Linked DNA regions of Mustela erminea: region 2 is linked to region 1. A link is a contact called in public Hi-C data. All regions are on one chromosome and are shown on one strand. The core of a region is the stretch at or near the end of the contact, and the rest is flanking DNA. Distances in the headings are between cores, read along the strand shown.

Region 1 (2,920 bases), core at 333-2,832:
GGATGCATCAACCAATGTTATTGTGGTAACATTTTGCAGTATATACATGTATCAAATCATCAAATTGTACACCTTGAACTTACACAATGTCCTATGTCAGATATATTTCAATAAAGCTGGAGGAGTGATGGGAAGTATCAGACTACTCATACACACAATAGATAGGATCTCAAAAACATGAGGACCACTGAAAGGAGGCAGTATCTACAGAGCCAGCCATTCCATTGATCTGAAGTTCTAAACCCATGTAACTAATCTATAGTGACAGGAACCAGAGGAATAGTTATGTCTGGAGGGAAATGACTTGAAGTAGGTAAGAGGGACCTTCTGGGGTGATGAAAATGTTCTCAATCTTGACTGGAGTTTTAGTTATACGGAGGCATACATTTATGAAAAGTTCACTAAGCTATACACATAAGGGCTTGTGCATTTTAGTGTTTATCTGTAAAATATATTCTAAATTACACCTTACTGTAGATGGAGTTCTGATGAGGGAAAGGGGAAGGAAGAAACAGGTTTGTTAAAGGATGAACCGGAGTAAGGCAGAAAGCAGTCTCCAGGTGTCAGGAGTGAGTAGAAATCTTGGAGTCTGCCACTTCCTAGCAACATTTCTTCACCTCACTAATGCCTCGGTTTTCAAATCTATAGAACAGGGATAATAATAATTTTCTCTCTCCGAGTTGTTAGACTTTAAGGAATAACGAAGTTAATTCATGTTAAGCACTTAGAACATTGCTTTACACGTGATAGAAACTCAACAAATGGAAGCTTTAAAAAATAAGACGGCCTCCAAGCATCTGTCAGAGGAGCCCATCTCCGGATCGTGGGGCAGCCTCTACCAGGCGAGGCCTGCAGGGACTACAACGGGATCGACCTGGCGGGCGCGGGGCAGGCTGGGAGTTGTAGTTGTAGTCCTCGCCCGGCTAAACCGCCCACGGACGCGGGGCCACCAGGATCAAGGATCCGCTCTGGGAGTGGGGAATGTCCGGCCAGAGGAGGGGGCGGTCAGCTCTGCTCCGGGGTGTCTCTAGCGATGGGCATATCCGTCCTATTGTCACTGGAGTCTCCTAACCTCTCGAAAAGGGGATCGGCGCTCGCAGTTCGAAGACGAGAAAACAGGCTTAGAGAAGGGACCAAAGCTGGGAACATCTACGGACGGCAGTCTTTACTCTGTATTACTGACCCTACCCCCCCAATCCGAAGCCGGGGAGGGGGACAAACTCTCCGGGCAGCAAAGGTTCTTTGAACGGGCATGGAGTCGCGTTATGTTCTGCATTTCACAGACAAGACAGAGTCACTCGCTCGCCCAACATCACGCGGGTAGTAAGTGAGCCGCTGGGATGCCAGGCCCTAATGCTTCGCCCTTGCACGCCCTCTGCCGCCGCACTCTGAGGGGCGTGGCCTAGAGGCGCCCCGCCTCCTCCACCCTCCGCTCTTGTGCACTTGGTGCGGTCCAGGTAGTTCCACACGCGCACAAGATTGGGGGTGAAGCTGCGCAGCCGCCGTAGGCCGCGCGCCCGGGTGGTGAGGTCTGCGGACGGTTCCACTGCACGGGAACAGAGGGGGGGCCGCGGCAGGCGGCGCTCAGGCCGCAGCGGGACCCGGACCCCGGGCTGCAGCGGGAGCGACTCGCCGGCCGCCCGGTTGGGGTGGAGCCCAGCCGCGGTCCCAGGTAACGCCTGGCTGGGACCCTGCGCCATGCGCCTCAGGCTCGAGGCCAGCGAGGACGGAGCGATAGGGGGCGGTCGCGGGCTGACAGAGTAGCTCAGGGACTTCCAGCGAGGCCTCTGCCTGCGTCTGCAGTGCTGAGCTCCGTGTCCCGGGACCGGGAGCCGGAGGTGCTCCGCTCACCAGGGCGTCCGCCCGCCCGCTAGGTCCTAGTGCCCCCGTTTGGGGACAGCCCCCCACGAACTACGAGTCCCAGAGTGCCCTGCGCCCCGCACGTGACCCGACCGGCACCCACCCCCACCCCCACCCCGCGCGGGTTCCGGCTCGCGCAGGGGCCCGGTTGTCAGGGAACAGGAACTAAAGTGGCGCCGCAGTCCTCCGGCTTCGTAACGTCCTTCCAAACATTTTACCAGCGCTCCTTGTGCCAGCCGCTGGGGAGCCAGAGCTTCCCGAGCCTTGCCCTGGAGCCTCTGCGGGTCCGAGGAACAGGCCACCACACCCCAGCGCCGTCGATACAGCTTTCAGAATGGCAGAATGCGGGGGCGGGTGCGGGGGCGGCGGTCCAGAGAGGGTGTGTGTCTTATGCAAGGTCACACAGCTTCCGTTGCCTAAGGATCTCTAGACTCGAACTTCAGGGGCTGTCGGGGGTCAGGGCGGTGGTGTGAACAGGACGGGGTAGGAAGCCTGGCCCTCAAGAGAGAAACTTACATGGAGAGAAAGTGGGGAATCCAGTTGAACTCATTTCCTTGGGTCTGCCAGGTGCCGCACTCCTGCAGGCCCCCGGTTTTCATCTCTGGATGATGTGATAGTACTTGCTCCCACCTCTGCAGACCCCGGGAGTTACAGCGGCCAGAGCTGCAGCGGGGAGGGAGTCAGAAAGGGGAACCCCTTCCAACACGGTGCCCACAAAACTCACACACTCAGGTGCAGACCCAGACTCAGAAAGTTGGGCAGGTCGGTCAAAGATGCACACACAGTGGGAGAAACTGTTGACCCACTGAGGTAGGTACTGTCCCCTCCGTTTTACCCCTGGCCAAACTGAGCTGTAAAAAGGTGGTGACTTCCTCAAAATGACATAGCTAATAAGGGGCAGAGCCAGGCTCCAAGCTCAGACAGGCTGACCAGAGGCTCTGTATTTAACCATCAGTGTGTGCCTGTCCTCAGTAGCCTGTAGGAGATGAATAATAGTGGTGCACACTAAGTGCTCAGTAAATATTATGTGTCACTAGTGTTATTGTCTTGATTTTACAGA
Region 2 (2,787 bases), core at 7-2,506, 150 kb after region 1:
TTTTCAAATAGCATCACTCTACCGAATATCTAACTTTAACAAGTTCCCCCAGGTGATTGTTACCAGAAAAGTTTGGTAATCATTAGACTGCAAGATTTCTAAGGGCCCCTATAGTCTTTAGACAATCTCCTAAAACCAAAGACCAAAAACCCTGGGGGTGCTAGATTGAGAATGAATTCACCAAACTACAAGTGGATCAGTTTATTAAGTAGGAAGTGAAGAGAGTGGGGCACAAATACAAGTATGCAACACCCAAACAAACGAATCCGAGATTCCCGAAAAAACACCTGTCAGTTACACAATTGGCCACTTCCTCGCCCGCTGATAGGGGCCTTGTCAGGGGAGACGAAGGAATAAGTCAGGTAGCGGGGCCGGTGGTTGCGCCTGGGGCCGGGAATGATCTCTGTGTAACGTTCAAGGCCAGGTCTCCGACTCAGGATCGAGACCTCATAGCAGATGCAGCCAGACCCAGCAAGATGGCTGCGACCGTGAAGCCCTGGGCAGCGATCCGAGTGCGCATCATGAGCTGAGAGCGCCGGCTCTGACCCCGGTGGAAGCAGTAGAGGCCGTAGGTGAGGGCGGCCGCCGTGCCCAGGCAGCCTGAGGAGGGGACAAAGTAAGTGGGGGAGTAGCACGTTCCGGCCCTGGAGGCCCCTCCCCCCCGTGGGCCTCCAGTACTCGGAGTCCAGAGCTCTGAGTAACGGCGGAGGCAGAGGGGGCCTAGTGGGAGGGTCTGGCGGAGGAAGGGTCCTCCCAGTTACAGGGCTCGCCCTATCTCAGGGCCCCAATCCCGCCCAACTCCTGCTCCAATCAGGATCACCTCTCACCCCCCGGCCTCGGCGCCACAACTCTGGTCCGCTCTCACTCCCTTCCCCCTAGGCATTCCCGGTCCTCACCTAATTCATTCCCTCAGACATCACTATCCTCTCCGTCTACAGTTCCTATGACACCTGCTTACCTATGGGTACCATTGGGTTCTCGCGGGTCTTGCGAATAAATTTTTCCTTGAAGCTTTCTTGAGTGCGGTAGATACTGGGGCTAAAGCCCTCAATGACTGGGGGCTGTGCTGGTTCAAAGGGTGGCCCCGGAGTCACAGGACCAGGAGCCGCCATGTCCCGGGAAGCTGCTTTGGGAAAAAATGCGAACGCTAAGCTCCGCCTTCTGATGAGGTCATTGAAGGGGAGTGGGGGAAAGGGATTTGCTGAGCTTGTACGCAGACGCCAACCGCTCGTTGCATTCTGGGAGTCGTAGTCATTATAGTAATCTGCATGAGGTCTCTACAGGATGGACTACATTTCCCGAAAAAGCCCGCAAACCCTTGCGAGCATCCACAGGAAGTAGTCGGAGACACGAGGCGCTGCGTGTGGGAGGCATCCAGTTCTAGCTGTCGGTTCGGTGGTCAAGGAAATGCCCAAAGCCAAGGGGAAGACCAGGAGACAGAAGTTCGGTTACAATGTTAACCGGAAGCGGCTGAACCGGAATGCTCGACGGAAAGCAGCGCCACGGATCGAATGGTGAGGGGACCGGGGTTTGGAAGGCAGGGGACCTCGGCTGGGACGGCCGGCGAGATGATGGTTCCGCGATCTCTCTCTCTTTGCCTATAGCTCCCACATCCGACATGCCTGGGACCACGCCAAATCCGTGCGGCAGAACCTGGCCGAGATGGGGTTGGCTATGGACCCCAACAAGGCGGTTCCCCTCCGTAAGAGAAAGGTACTGACGTGGCAGGGTCCTCGCCCTTCATCCCTGTTTGCTTCCATACTTAGCTGAGTTTAAGAACTTCTTCCTGTGCATTGCCACGCTTACTACGCCTTTCCTGGGTTTGCGACCTTCCTATAGCCAGCTCCGGCAGTTTGCAGTGACTGTGGTTGAAGAACTCTTTACTACCTCCTCCTACTTCCCAGCACACATTGGACCTGGGTTGGAGCTCCCCTCTTTTCTTCTCCACTCATTTTCTTTATCCCTCCGAAATGAGCTTGTTTGGGTCCCTTGGGATCCCAATGGTATGTCTCAGGATTTATCTTTTTCTGCCCTTCACTTTCCTAGTAAGGACTCCCCAGAGTTTGGGATTTTTACTTACTCTTACTTACACCTTCCCCCAGTCATCTAATATCCTTGGTCTGAGGCTTCCTTAGTTTCTCCCAAATAAGTCTTTTTCTGCACCACACTTAAAAAAAGTAGAACTCTTTTACCCAGTAATTTATTTCCAGCTTTAACTCGTAGCACTTGTAAATACTTGATGGTGTTTTATATATGTATTTGTTTATTGCATGTGCCTCTTTCCCTCAACATAATCTTCTTGGGGACAAGGACCTTGTGTCTTGTTCATTGGTGGTTAGAATGTGACTAGTGCTCAATAGTTAACCTAATGAATGGACTTGCTGATTGGATTTGTCCCATTGTTTTTATTTATTTATTTATTTGAATACTTTTTAAAGATTTTATTTATTTATTAGCAAGCTGAGAGTGGAGCACGGGAAGGGCAGAGGAAGAGGCAGACTCCCTGCTGCATAGGGATCCTGACACGGGGCTCCATCCCGGGACCCTGAGATCATGACATAAGCTGAAGGCAGATGCTTAACGGACTGAACCAACTAGGCACCCTGTGGCCATTGCTTTTAGATAAATTTCTTCTTATCCCTTCATGCCAGAGGAAAATGGCAGTACTGTTTGTTGATCAAATGTGAAGCTATAGCCAAGCACTGTCAAGTTGCTCCTCTTCATAGAGAAGATATCTGCTATCTTTTCATTGTAAATTATAAATTTCATTGTAAATTATAAAGAGCT

Evidence for each region. A called contact is a pair of places that touch in the nucleus more often than the background predicts.
Region 2: a contact with region 1 is called in a Hi-C map of skeletal muscle, with 12 times the contacts expected there. The contact joins the promoter of NOP16 here to the promoter of RNF44 in region 1. A contact is called at or near these places in 2 of 3 Hi-C or Micro-C datasets (skeletal muscle and spleen).

Annotation. Positions count from the first base shown.
Region 1 is chr3:100,168,813-100,171,732 of mMusErm1.Pri, forward strand. It overlaps RNF44 (RING finger protein 44), which reads left to right and starts at 1,583. Exons shown (of 12, transcript XM_032336951.1): 1 at 1,583-1,672.
Region 2 is chr3:100,316,119-100,318,905 of mMusErm1.Pri, forward strand. It overlaps NOP16 (nucleolar protein 16), which reads left to right and starts at 1,257. Exons shown (of 5, transcript XM_032336964.1): 1 at 1,257-1,514; 2 at 1,605-1,713. The coding sequence starts at 1,481. It overlaps HIGD2A (HIG1 domain family member 2A, mitochondrial), which reads right to left and starts at 1,198. Exons shown (of 2, transcript XM_032336965.1): 1 at 959-1,198; 2 at 187-600. The coding sequence starts at 1,112. The coding sequence ends at 434.